Regions from separate parts of the Hordeum vulgare genome. Here region 2 is linked to region 1. A link is a contact called in public Hi-C data. All regions are on one chromosome and are shown on one strand. Each heading gives the region's core, a stretch centred on a gene start, on an enhancer-like site or on the middle of the called end of the contact. The rest is flanking DNA. Distances are from core to core; before and after follow the strand shown.

Region 1 (2,507 bases), core at 4-2,503:
CAACCAAAAACACTGCGGTATCTTTATGTAGGCACATTTGGCAAGAAAGCCCATACGAAAAGTAACCTACCAACAAAAAAAGCTCTCCAATCGTTATCGGTTCCTCTCTAGGAGAATTATTATCAGATCGTTGTGCTGCAATGGTAGCAAGACATGCAAGCACGCACGGTCACGCACAGGAGTACCAGTACACGTTTCGTTTTGCCTTGAAGGTACCGGTAACGGATTTCCGGCTGATCGACTGGGCAAAACAGGCCCGGCGGAAAAAATCAAGCCCTGCCGAACCTAATCAGTTCGACGGACCCGACGCGTCACCTCAACCTTTTTATCTGCTGGATTTCGTTCAATCTTTGTGTACATACGACGGGCCCGCCCGTGTATATCGGTAGACGGTGACATCGCTGGCTATATCTTCGGTCGTCGTGCCTAACCTTGTGGGAGTATACTGTACTATGTAGTAGTAGTCCAAGATCCTGACGTGCGGGTTGCCACGGACATTTGCCATTTCGATTAGAGAGAGGTGAGACCGATGGGCGCGGCCATATAATTCTTGTGTCCTCGTCACGCTCGGGGTCGGGGGAGATGCCCCGTATCCGGGCGCCGCACACGTATTGGCCCAGCACAAATCTTCTACTCCTACTAGTACCTTTTTTTGCTTTGCTTTGCTTTGCAGGGCACGGAAACGTCACGCGCAAAACAAAAGAGAATCTGGGTCAACGACGGGCGGCAAATACGCTCCCCTCCCTCCCCTGTTGTTGCTTCACAGTGCTTCATCGGTTGAGTCCGTTCCACTCATGAGCGGATCACCGCAAGAAGTTTGAAAAGTCAAACGACAAGAGGAATATATATAGATGGATCACGGAAGTCAACACGATTGGAATGCGATAAAAGCGTGGAAAGTTGCACTCATTGGTAAAGTACTTTGAACAGGCTCGGGCCAAATCCAGGGCGTCACATGATGCCACACTTCCCATGGAATTCTTTTACGCGTGTGTGCGCTGAAATGAATGCACGCATCACTCACCATGCATGGCCCATGACTCCATTCATATCCGCCCGTCCAAGATTAAATTGCTTCACAGTAGTACTATATTTATGAGTATTAAATAAATAAATAATAATAAAACAAAAAAGGTGAAAATATCCAGAAGGGGAAAGAGATGGGGCCGGCCATCACCCATGTCACACAAAGAAGTCAGGTTTATTAAGCAAAGCAAGCATGAGTGAAAAGCGAGGGGGGGGGGGGGGGGGATTGACCACCGCCGCCTCCTCCTCTATATAGGGGGGCACTTTCTTACACACCACCACCTCCCTCCCCTGCCTCCATGGCGAACCTCCCCACCCACGCCACCACCACCAACGCCGACGCCTCCGGCTTCAAGCTCTTCGGCCAGGTCATCCAGCCCGAGGCCCACCGCGCCGCCTCCGTCTCCATCTCCATCTCCACGGGAGAGAGCACAGCGCCAACGCCAACGCCAACGCCCTCGCCCCCGCCTCCTCCTCCTCCTGCTCCGTCGACGACGCAGCAGGCCACGGTCGGGGGCGGCGAGCCGCTGCCATGCCCGAGGTGCGGGAGCAGGGAGACCAAGTTCTGCTACTTCAACAACTACAACGTGCGGCAGCCGCGTCACCTCTGCCGCGCCTGCCGCCGCTACTGGACGGCCGGCGGCGCGCTCCGCCGCGTCGCCACCGCCTCCCCCGGCCGCCGCAGGCCCCGGCCCACCGCCCGATCGGCCGCCGCCGCGGCCTCGGCGACCGCCTCCACCTCCGAGGAAGGGGCAGCAGCAGCAGCAGCGGAGAGCGTTGACTCGCGGTCGTAGGAGCCTTTCCGGGAACTCGCGTCGTCGCGTGCGTGGTGGAGCTGCCTGGAGCAATGCTTTGCTCCCTCCCTCCTCCTCCTCCGCTCTTCCGGGCCCACGCGTCAGAGACACTTTTTTGGCTCTTTGTTTTTGGGGGGAATTTATTATTATTGATGTAGGTTGTTCCATTTCGATACCATGTTAGGATTCTTTTGGGTGGCCGGAAGGATGCGGACACGGCCAGCAATGAAAGAGATACTCCCGTCGAATGAATGAAAGAGAGGAAAAGTTTGAAAAAAAAAATACTAGTCCCTACTCGTTGAAATGAATGTACCCCTTCACTGTGAGCCGTGGCAATGATGATGATGATTCATCTTTTTTCTTCCTCCCTTTTGCTGCCCCAAGTTTCTCCTCTCCTTGTCCTCTGCATTCAGCTATTAGATGCAGTGCAGGGAGGGCAGGGGGCCATTCAATGGATCACGTGTAATCGGTGACACGCTCCTCTTGAGTTGAGTTTGCTGCAGATGCGCAGCTTAAATGGAATGTATACGTGGTAGGTGGTGCGTTCTTGTACTTAAATGCCTATGGCATCAACGCAGGGCCAGAGGAATCTATCCGCTAGCAAGAAGAAGAAAGGAGGCATCTACCTGAGAAGGTTTGCACTATCCCAACTACTACTACTGCAAACAGGCAAGCTTCATCACCTCC
Region 2 (2,507 bases), core at 5-2,504, 290 kb before region 1:
TTGTGCGAACTTTGCATATTTTGGATGTTTGAGATCATCTTGTATATGTTGTTTCTGCACCGGTTGGGCGCGCGCTCGATTTTACAACGCCTGCTGAAGCGGCACGCTGGCGCTCTAAAAATTTGCAGCGCCTGCTGAAGCAACTGCCTACTCGGGCGCAAAAACGGCCGTTGCGCGTGCTGTAAAAAGGAATTTGCGCGCCGCGCCTCCACGCGTCTGTTGAAGATGCTCTTAGCATGCCTGGACTTGAGCAAGACACAGCTAGGCAGTTGGATGTGGAAGCCGCTCCTATATTTGGTCAACTCAACTGAAGTGCGTGATTTGACTCCTATATCAGCTAAGATCGAATCAGAAGTGAAGCGGGTGATAAAGCTTCGTACAGACTCGATCAAATTGTACCAAAATAGGAGAGTTTACTTATGTTAGAACATCCAAAAATTAGCTTATCTCTGCACTTTACAAATTGGCTAAATTAAGATTAAAACAAACAATGTTGGCAGGTAAACTAATTGCACTTTGGTGAAGTATAAGCAAGGAGTCTTACGGTGGCCCGGCATCCATTGCCCCATTGCGCAACTCAACATTTCTATCCTGCAACCGAGAATCAGTAGATAAACCGTATAAGTTTCGGCAGCGAGCTGTAAAGTGTAAGCTATTTGTCCACCGGACCGTCACCAAGGTGGGAGTAGTAAGTAACATGGAAGCATTCTGCGACAAGACAGAATTCAATTACCATCCGCTCGTAGTGCTCGAAGACGGAGAGGTCGGCGCCGCCGTTGGCGTGGGCGGCATCGGCGGCGCCCGATCCGGGCGGCGCGTCGTCGTTGCTGTCGCCGTCGCCGTCGCCCTTGGGCTGGCGGCAGATGCCGAGGCCCGCGTCGTAGTAGCGCTCGAAGTCCTGGGCCGAGGCCACGCCATAGCGAATTGGGAACAAGGAGATCTCAGCACGGGGAGGAGAGCGAGAGAGGAAGGGGGTGAGAACAGCACAGGGCGGTGAGTCACCTGGAAGGACCAGCGGGTGACGGAGGGCTCGTCGCCGGCAGCCATGGCGTATGCGGCCGGTCCCCACGCAGCACGCAGGGACGCGACAGCTCCCGAAGTAGCTGAGGCGAGACGGAGGCGATGGCGTTGGTGTTGTGTTGTGAATAAACAAACAAGAGCACGGAGCACGGGAGCGGGCAGGCAAGCGAATCTGCGCTCTTGTTTTTTCACCAAACCGTCGGAGTCCGACGGGGAGGAGAGGAGTGAGCGAAAATTGCAAATGGTGCAAGGTCATTAAATGGTGCCCGTTTTCAAAAAATACTCCCTCCGTTCTTAAATATAAGATCTTTTATAGAAACATGTATCAATATTCATAATGCCAAATTAATATTGTTAGATTCATTACAAAAGATAGTTTCATGATATGTATATTTAGTATTGTAGATGTTGATATTTTTCAATATATATTTGGTCAAACTTTGTAAAGTTTGACTTGACCCAAGTCTAATATGCGGAGTAAAAATGACTGGAGGAAGTATATACGAATGTAGGTAGTCATATTTTAGGATGTAGATTCATTAATTTTGCTCCGTATCTAGTCCATAATGAAATATCTAAAAGGTCTTATATTTAAAAACGGAGGTAGTATATTTTTACAATGTAAAAAACTTCAAACTTTTGTAGACACACATAAATACGTATGTTATGTATCTGTAATATTTTAAATCATTTTACTTTCACACCTGGCATACAAAAAATGATAAATATGTATTTATAAATGGGCTTTTTATTATTATTGGGCCAAAAAATGTTATTTTTTACAGCTTACAAATTACATTTTTTTCAAAATGAAATTTCACTCATACATAAAAGTTTCCACATAATAATTTTTAATTTTTAAAAACTTTTAAATATGTTTTCTGATTTTTTTTCAAAAAAATGCACCAAGGTATCCGAGCACACAAACTTCGTTCTGAGGAGTGAGGGCTTTTTCATCAAACAGTTGGAGTGACATTGGGCGTTAAGCGCCAGGGTTCCACGTCATCTATAACCACAAGTAGCAACATCCGGCCCTCAAATGTTAACACACATGTGATACTAAGAGCAACTCCAACCGGTCGACCCAAACGGACCATGATTTCATCTGCTTTTTGTCCATTTGGATCGTCCGCCCGGTCTATGATTTGGGTCGGCAACGCGTCCAACGCATCGACCCATTGTCCGCGTGGCCGCCTAGCCGCCGGTTTTCAACAAATACAAACATTTTGCATATTTTTTTAAAGTAAATGAGATAGCATAGTTTCACAACCGAAATAAAATATAGCAAAGGTTTTACAAGCCCAATAAAAATTAAATTGTCTATAAGATACACCAATTGATTTCCAACATGATCCTACATATGCTCAACCAAATCATCTTGCAACTGAATATGAGTTTTCAAATCACACATTTCATGATGAAATTTGGTGAATTGTGCAAACGATGGCTTCTCCGCCATGCTGAGGCACCACATTGTCACCCTGAAA

Evidence for each region. Hi-C and Micro-C count contacts between places; a contact is called where the count stands out from the background.
Region 2: a Hi-C map of leaf shows a contact between it and region 1, with 4 times the contacts expected there. The contact joins the promoter of LOC123444078 here to the promoter of LOC123444082 in region 1. A contact is called at or near these places in 4 of 6 Hi-C or Micro-C datasets (leaf and seedling) and 1 of 1 datasets of contacts at active chromatin or transcription factors (embryo).

The regions. Positions count from the first base shown.
Region 1 is chr3H:425,215,350-425,217,856 of MorexV3_pseudomolecules_assembly, forward strand. LOC123444082 (dof zinc finger protein DOF1.5-like) reads left to right here and starts at 1,254. Exons shown (of 1, transcript XM_045120694.1): 1 at 1,254-2,177. The coding sequence starts at 1,326. The coding sequence ends at 1,820.
Region 2 is chr3H:424,926,126-424,928,632 of MorexV3_pseudomolecules_assembly, forward strand. It overlaps LOC123444078 (katanin p60 ATPase-containing subunit A-like 2), which reads right to left and starts at 1,255. Exons shown (of 12, transcript XM_045120690.1): 1 at 1,003-1,255; 2 at 734-898; 3 at 545-591. The coding sequence starts at 1,047.